3 separate regions of the Mus musculus genome follow, and all the other regions are linked to region 3. The links are chromatin contacts, called in public promoter capture Hi-C maps. All regions are on one chromosome and are shown on one strand. The core of a region is the stretch at or near the end of the contact, and the rest is flanking DNA. Distances in the headings are between cores, read along the strand shown.

Region 1 (2,704 bases), core at 52-2,551, 1.1 Mb before region 3:
CAGGCAGAGGCAAAAACCTCAGTCTGTTCGCAGACCATCTGTAGTGAGAGAGAAGCAAGGTGGGGCTGAAGCCACAAAGGGACACCACCAGGACTCTCCCAATAGCAGCTCTACAAACCCAGACGGCTGTGCCCCCCCAGTAACCTGAGGCTGCGTGAGAAAAATGTCTGCCACCAGATGTTGTCCACTCTTTCCCAGACAGATGAGCAGGGCACAGACATAAGCCCAGGCCTCAATAAATCTAGGCTGGCATCTCTGATTTGTCACGCAAACCGATCCGGTGTAAATCACTCGGTGGTTGAAGGGTTAGAATGGGAGATCACACGGGCCAGCCTGCTGTGCTTGAGGTGGGCCACGGGCTGGGGTACACTCACCGGCCCAGCACTCACCAGGATACACCGGTGGGTTCCAGGAGGCAGGCAGGTTCTCACGAGCCTGGTGATGAAGTGGGCTGCGGACGGGCTGTTATGCCGGCTCACCCTAGAAGGCAGAGCTGCCACTGTGGCGCAGTTCAGGTAGAGAGGACAGCTGTCTGTGGGGTTGGGGTTGAGCGTGGCCAGAGCTGCCTGCCAGAGCTGGATTAGAAAGGAGATATGAGACGGACCGGGCTTCAACACGTGTGCTGTGTGGCTAGATGCGCCCTGCGGGCCACGCCTGCTTGTCTAAGGCACCCTAGCCGCTGCCACCAGGCATGTGTGGCTCTCTGGTACCCTACCACCCTCGTGGGACTGCGCCTCGCGCTGGCAAGGCCTGTCTGGGGACCCTCTGCTTCAAACACTTGGAGGCCCGGCTCCTGGGCCCTGGCTAGTGGCCATGGAAGCGGGTCTCGAGGCCAGAGGCCACGCGGAAAGCCGCCACTGGGCCTTCTGCAGGGCCCGGCCCAGAGGCGCGGAAGCAGGTGGCTCGGCCCGGGCAGGCCGGCGACACAGGCCGGGCCTCGCTGCAGCCAGGGCCTTGGGGACAGACGGCTAGGCCTGTCGCGGGCCTGCGCCCTGGGCCCGGCGGGGCGCGCGGGCGAGGCGGGGCCCGTGGCCCAGGGCCTGGGCTTGGCAGGCGCATGGCGGCCGCGGCCCGCTCACCTCCTCGGTGACCCGGGGCTGCAGCTTCCCGCGGACGTGGCTCCAGGGCACGCGGTGCAGGTGTTGCAGCTGGCCCAACAGCAGCAGGGGCCGGCTCTGGGGGTCCGCGTCCCCGGCGCTGGCCTGGAACTGCAGCCCCACGCTCGCCATCTTCCCCCCCACGACCCCGGCCGGGCCGCCCAGCACCCTGCGCCCTGCTCCGGCCCGGCTCGGCGCCGCCCCGGCCCGCCCGGCCTCGGCGCCCCGCCTTCCCCGCCGCCTCCGGGCCGCGCCGCCCTGCAGGGCCCACCCGGGGCGCGAGGGGGCGCCGGCGGAGGCGGGGCGCGGGCCGTACTGCGCCTTCCGGGCCTCCGTTGGGGGGCAAGTGGCGCGCGAGCCCCTGGAAGCGCTCCAGCTCTGGCTACTGCCCTGGCCCGGCTGGCAGTAGGTTCCTGGACTCGAGGAAGCCTCACTTGCCAGGGACAGCCGTGGCTACTGCAGTGGCCTGACAATTAGGCACTCGGATCCCCCCTTTATTCCGCGTAGGCCGCCTCCTCGGCCTAACGCTCGCCAGAAAGGTCACCATTCAGCAGTGGGCGCAAGCTGCCTCTGCACTTTGTCACCTGTGTTGGAGAGGAAAAGACAGCAGTGTTGGGAGCTTATAGGAAGTCATTTGAAAGGAGTCAGCTGCTACCCTACACTGCCCAGGTTTTGACAACTCCAGGCCTGGGGCTAGAGCTCAGTGACCTCCAGTCTTCTTCCTTTTTTTTTTTTCAAGACAGGGTTTCTCTGTGTAGCCCTGGCTGTCCTGGAACTCACTCTGTAGACCAGGCTGGCCTCAAACTTAGAAATTCTCCTGCCTCTGCCTCCCAAGTGGGATTAAAGGGGTGCGCCACCACGCCCGGCTGTGACCTCCAGTCTTATATGTCACTTTTAATCTACATTTCTTCTCTGTTATCAGCCTTTAAAACTAGCAAAACAAGATGGCTGAGCGAGAAAAGACACTTATTGCAGCGCCTGAGGACCAGAGTTCTAGTCCCGTATCTGGAAGGTGCAAACCAGTATCCAAAATGTGTCCATTGACTAAGAGGTTGACTAAGAGGTACCCACTCACACCGACTTAAACACACACACACACACACACACACAGAGAGAGAGAGAGAGAGAGAGAGAGAGAGAGAGAGAGAGAGAGAGAGAGAGAATGAATTAAATAAAACATTAAAAAAAAAAAAAAAACCCTACCAAAGCCAGTTTCATCACATAGCTCTCCATTCCACTGACCCTGCAGGCACCACCCACCTTATGTCCCCACCTACAAGCCATCTATGGTATGGATTTCTTCAGCTTTGGAGGTTCCATCAAACAGCCCAGAGCAGGCCAGCCCTGAAGACGGCAGTAGCTGAATGAGCAGAGGGGATTCCTTTGAAACTCTGGCTTTCCTGACGCAGAAGTCAACACTAATTGGATCTTATTTTCTCGAAAAAGAGTTTTTACAGCAACTGCATGTTTTCACACATTTTGTAAAGGGTACTAAGTGTTCTATCCCGATTCTCTGGTGTTTGCAAATACAGTGTGAGGCACAAGGCACTCAGGAGGGGCCGAGACAACTTGCAATTTTCCTAGAGGGTGGCAGGCTTAAGCTGATC
Region 2 (2,700 bases), core at 191-2,690, 1.1 Mb before region 3:
GAATAATATGGTCAAACATATTTTCCACCGTGACCTAAACAGGGACAACTGTCCTGGCAAGACAGTGACAATCACGATACACAGCTTAGTTTTTCATTAGCACTTCCATAAATGATAAAAGGAAAAAATTAAAAGGCAACTGTTTAAAAGGCGGGAAAGCTGCAGCGTTTCACGAACTATGTTTCAAATGCAGCCCCTAAGGTCGTGGGGTGACCGTGCATTCCCCCATGTTTCAAGGCTGCTTCCATTCAAACCTTCCCTTTTCAATTAAAGGTATTATTACAAAGCTAACAATATTCATCTGGCTGCACCATTCAGACCCGCCCCCTATCTGAGAGAGCAGGAAACTGAGGCTCTGGAAGCCAAAGCCTCCATCAAAAACAAACCAAATACAGCAATCATACTGGAACATTGCTTTGAAAAAGAACAACAACAATAACAAAACCCTACACTGCTAGGCGAAGTGAAGTTCTGGTCAATAAAATCAAAAGCCATGTGCTATTTTGGGGGATTAATTTTCACATCCGCATCATGTTGGTTCCTTTTTTTGTTTTGTTTTGTTTTTTTAAAAAAAAGTTCGAATGGAGAAGCTTAATTTCCTGTGTGGGAAATGGAAAATGAAGCGCCTAGCACCTTGCAATCTCACCAACATGAGTCCTCGGAGGGGGGAGGGCGGGGGGGGGGGGCAGCAAAGCAATTACTCCTAGTGTACATGGCCACACCGAGAACTAGGGCCATTGGAAGAAAAATAGTGGGAAAGAAAATGAGCTGAGCTGAGCAGACCACACACACACACACACACACACACACACACACACACACTCCTTCCTGGGGGGGGGGGGTCTGCAAGGATTTGAGTCAGCTAACCACCCACCTGGCCCACAGAACCAAAGTGAGGCCATTGCAGGGGGGGGGGGGGGGAGTGCCAAACAGAACAGAACAAAACAAAAAGAAGGTTGGAGAAAGGCCTAGGTTCCAAGTCCTCGTGTTAAAACATATGTAAATCGAGGCTGCCCGACGGATGGTGGGGGAGGAGGACCAGGAGGCCCAGGAAGTGAGAAGGCAGGGCAGGGGTTGATACTGTGGTCCCCATTGGGGGTTGCAAGTGCCCCATAAGCCATGGCCGTGCTCCACTTCCTTCTGTATCACACTCCTAGTCGTCGTCGCCTTGTTATTGTTGTTGTTCTTTTTTTCTTTTTTTTTTTTCTTTTTAGACAGAGAGACAGACAAGAGACAGACAGACAGGCAGAGCCGCAGTGCACACGGTGTGTGTGTCTGGAGAGGCCGCCAGGAAGACTCACCGCAGCAATGCTACGTGAATGCAGAGGGCTGGAGGTGGTGTGACTACTCACTTGCTCGGCTAACAGCTGCCGGGTTTGGATGGAATTATTCCGCAACAACAAGAAAGCGTCGGTTAAACGCCTGGTGGCCATTGTCTCCCCCTTTGTGACCCCCCCTCTCAGGGTCTCCCACCCCCCCTTGTAGTCCTGATTTGTTCACTTTCTCTCTTGGTCTGGCCTAGCTGATTCCACTCTTGCACAGAAATCTCTCTTGACAAAGCCTTAGGCTTTTCACGGCGCGATTTTGCAATCCGCCTAAGCGCGGAGACCCCTCCCCAAATAACCACCTCGCCTTTTCCAACTGCCTGACTCCCCCTACCCCAAGGCTGGCTCGGATCTCAAAGCACTCGAATCCCCCCAATCCTAGCGTCGAAATCAAACGTCCTGGAGACCCCTCCCCAATCCCAGCTCGGATCCACAAGCGCCTGACGCGCCAATCCGGCTCGGGGATGGGAGAGACCCCTACCCACTCACTTCCTAAGACCTCCCCAAAGGTGCTGGCGCCCTAACCCTAACTCAGAGCGCCTGCGTGCCCGGCATGTGGCTCTAACTCCGAGTTTGGGTTAACTCTCCTCACAAAAGGCCTGCTCCAAACAGGCCGAGCCCACAACGACAAAGGAGCGTCTACAGCTCCCATATAGTCGCCTGAGCCTACTGAGGCTCAGCCCGACCTGACCCCTCTCTTTCCTGTGCGGCCTGCTTCTCCACTGCCAGGAGGCTGCGGGCCTCCACGAGGACCTCACGGCCTGCCTCCCCCAGCCTCCTCACTCCTCTTCACCGGCACCCTCCATCCCGGGATCAGGCTGCAACCCTGCCCAAGGCCGCTTCCGTGCAGTGGTCCCGGGCTCTAGCATTCCCCCGGCCCTCTTCCTGTCCGTTCCTCGCGGGTGCCCCCCTGCGACATTCATGAGATTGCTTGCAACGTTCCGGGAGCGGGAGCTCCCTTATTGCCCTGCCCCGGGATGGGAGTGCTCCGCCCTCTCTGGGACAGTTCCCGGGGCGCCTTCTTCCCCTTTTCCTAAGAGTGTACAGACTCTGGGGCAGGCGTCCTGGCCCCAAAAAACGGCTTCAAAACCTTGGCCCTGGAGCCGAAGACCACCACTGGGGTCCAGGCAATTGTAAACTTCTAGTAGGATTGTCAGGCAGGCAGAAATGTGGAAACGTGGCTCTTGCAGAGCCTAGTCCTGCGCGGGGGCGGAGGAAAAGTGGAAGAAGTCTGCCTCTGCAGGCCAGGCACGCTCCACTGCAGGCGCCTGGCGCTGCTGAGATGGCCTTACCTTTTTATTTTTTTATTTTTTTTCTTTAAACTGTGAGAAAAAAAAAAGTATCCGAAAAACAACCAGGCCAGGGAAAAAAGAAA
Region 3 (2,700 bases), core at 41-2,540:
ATGATCCCCTGCCTGGTCGGCATCTGACTTCTTCCCTCCCCAAGAGTAGGAGACTTTGGAAAAAAAAAATCATTATCCCTGGGACCATAAACTGCCGAGAAAGAGGAGCAAGCTCCCAAGCCAGGGGTGGTTGCCCTGGGCTGCCTCTGCAGGCACATGATTGCTGGCTGCCACTCGGGGACAAAGGGGGAGCGGGGGCAGCGTTTTTCCATCAGACAGATACCAAAGCTGAATATAGAAACAAGGAGGGCTGGAAAGAAAACTCAAAGCTCTTACCCGTCTGTAAGCTCCTAGGCTTGGCACCCAGGTAGGCCAGGTTCACATTGGCCTTGCGACCATCGATGATAGGGTTAGGGTCTTTGCAAGCCCTATCAGCCGCTGCCCGATCTGCCATGGTCACCTGCAGGAACACAGAGGGTCAGGGGCTTTGGTGGCTGGCTGAGGAAAACAAGGCAGAGAAGGGAAGGGGGTTTTGCCCGGGCATCGGGCCATCTCTGGGTCTTTCCTCCCAGAAGAGTATCTGGTATTTAGGACCCTTGGGGCACTGTCTTCTCTGCCTCCAGGGCTGCAGCTCCTTCCCCAAAGTTCAAGTGCGGAGTGCCTTCAAGGACAGCGACAATCCCCTAGGAAGTGGAGTAAAGGGAACCTCAAGGGGAGTCCTCCCCACCCCCCCGCTGTCCAGGCCATCAGTAAGTACCGTTAACTTTCTCAGAGAATTAGTTTGGGGACACTAGAGTGGAAGGAAGTGGGAAACCGTCTTCAAGTCGCTGGCGCTAACAGCTTACGCTTCTTTGGGGCAGCTGGAAAGTGTGGGGGAAGGGCCGACGGCCCCGGGAAGCCCCGGAGTCCCGGCTGCGCGCGGCGGGTCTGGGAGGCGGTGGGGGAGGGGCGGCGGCAGGTGCGCGCGCCGCGGGCACTCACGAAGCCGTAGCCGCGGGACTTGCCGGTCTGGCGGTCGGTGATGACCACGGCCTCCTCGATGTCTCCGAAGCCCTCGAAGTACTTTCTGAGCGATGCGTCGGTGGTGTGGTAGGGCAGGCCGCCCACGAAGATCTTGGTGAACGTGGTGTCCTTCTGTGAGCCGTGCATGGCGCTGGGGGCGGCGGACGGCCGCGGAAACACACTCGGGGAGCACGCGGGCTGCAGCAGCATCGGGGCCGCCGCTACCGAGCCGGCCGGCGCATGCGGGGGTGTCCCAGGCCGAATCCGAGTTCCCCACGCTGTCCCGCGCCGCTTCTCCGTCCGCCGCGAAGCGTCTACTCCGCGCCCTGCGAGCTGCCGGCCGCCTTTGTAGCCGGCCACGCCCCGCGGTCACGCCCCTCTCGTTTAAGACACGCCTTTGGAAGCGGGGGCCGCCGGGAATTGTAGTTCTAAGTACGTCCCGCGTGCCAGGACGCGGGTCCGGCGAATGAGGTGACTTAGCCCCTAGGTGCTCGCCGGTATCAGCTTGTCTGTCTCGCGGGGCGCACGGTCCGGTATATTCCAAGCGTTGCTTGATTCAGTGGTTTACACCCGAGCGACTAGGGGTGCAAACGTACTTGTTAAAAGGTCCGAAAAAAAAAAAAAAAAAGGTCCGAAGGAGTGCCTCAGCTACTCATTCGCGAACCCTTGTGGTTTGATCTCCCCATCACAAAAACCTGGCTGGTGACACACACCTGTAAACCCAACACTCAAGAAAGAGAGTCAGTTCAAGGCCACCCTTGGCTATATACTAAGTTTGAGGCCAGCTGGACTAAATCATACCCTGTCTCCAAAAAATAAAAAATAAAAATAAAGGGCAAAGTGAATTTGCCATGTTTATAAAAATAATTCACACGCACACCATAATACATCACACGTACTTTGGCGGTCCTGTGGTGTCAGGGATTCTCTGCTGGGACTTCAACAATGGCATACCCCGGGACACTAGGTAGTCTGTGAAAATGAGGGCTAATCGATAGTGAATACACCTTTTACAGTCTTGTAGAAAGCTAAGAGCTTTCTACTTTCTACTTTCTACTGTGAGGAAGAACAAAGGCGGCTGGGCTCCCATGTCACTGACATGGGACCGCCTGTGGGGTCACCCTTAGCAGGAGAACAAGCAGAAGGCATGACATGGCCTGTGTAGAACGTGGGCCAAGGCTGGGACCATGATGCCAGTCTGCAGAACTCTTCCCCACCAGCGCAAATGCAAACGTGGGGCCCTTGTTAGAGACAGAAATTTCAAACAGCCGAGTGGAATACACCGGTGATCCTAATACTGAGGAGTTGGGAGGGTGGGAGGGTTCCGGGTCCATACCCTGCTACACAGAAAGTCAGAAGCTAGCCTGTATGATGGGAAACCATAAAATAGAAAGAAGAAAATGGGAATTTCAGCACAGAAGCAGGCACGATGCTTTAGCCTCCGGGCCAGGAAGCAGCCCTGATCCTGCGTCCCTCATGTCCCCATTCCTGGTTATCACACTGGGACCTGAAGACCTACAGCTTTTAGTGGGGCTAAAACTGGCCTGGCCCCACTGGTCAAGGCGGACAGTAAGGCAGGCAGCCTCTGGGCAGGTTCAGCCCCAGTCAGTCTAGTCCCCTTCACACAGAGCAGAACTCCGAGCCTGCTGGGGATACCCCTGCCCAGCGCCTCACTCTCTTGGCTTTACCTTCCTCGCTTCAAGTTTCCTTTGCTGTAAGGCTTGTTCTCCCCAGACCCTACCCAACCGGGGCTTCTTT

Evidence for each region. Promoter capture Hi-C pulls out the DNA fragments that hold promoters and counts their contacts. Capture Hi-C pulls out chosen DNA fragments and counts their contacts.
Region 1: a promoter capture Hi-C map of liver shows a contact between it and region 3, with 4 times the contacts expected there. The contact joins the promoter of Npepl1 here to the promoter of Rbm38 in region 3. A contact is called at or near these places in 3 of 39 promoter capture datasets (the C10 cell line and liver), 1 of 484 Hi-C or Micro-C datasets (the G1E-ER4 cell line), 2 of 115 datasets of contacts at active chromatin or transcription factors (astrocytes and pancreatic cancer cells) and 2 of 9 other capture datasets (adipose tissue and liver).
Region 2: a promoter capture Hi-C map of liver shows a contact between it and region 3, with 5 times the contacts expected there. The contact joins the promoter of Stx16 here to the promoter of Rbm38 in region 3. A contact is called at or near these places in 8 of 39 promoter capture datasets (the 3T3-L1 cell line, the C10 cell line, the HPC-7 cell line and 3 more), 1 of 484 Hi-C or Micro-C datasets (the G1E-ER4 cell line) and 1 of 115 datasets of contacts at active chromatin or transcription factors (astrocytes).

Annotation. Positions count from the first base shown.
Region 1 is chr2:174,108,948-174,111,651 of GRCm38.p6, reverse strand. Npepl1 (aminopeptidase-like 1) reads right to left here and starts at 1,301. Exons shown (of 12, transcript NM_213733.2): 1 at 1,080-1,301; 2 at 390-575; 3 at 1-38. The coding sequence starts at 1,229.
Region 2 is chr2:174,075,791-174,078,490 of GRCm38.p6, reverse strand. It overlaps Stx16 (syntaxin 16), which reads right to left and starts at 1,440. Exons shown (of 9, transcript NM_172675.4): 1 at 1,302-1,440. The coding sequence starts at 1,433.
Region 3 is chr2:173,020,492-173,023,191 of GRCm38.p6, reverse strand. Rbm38 (RNA binding motif protein 38) reads right to left here and starts at 1,290. Exons shown (of 4, transcript NM_019547.2): 1 at 922-1,290; 2 at 277-400. The coding sequence starts at 1,152.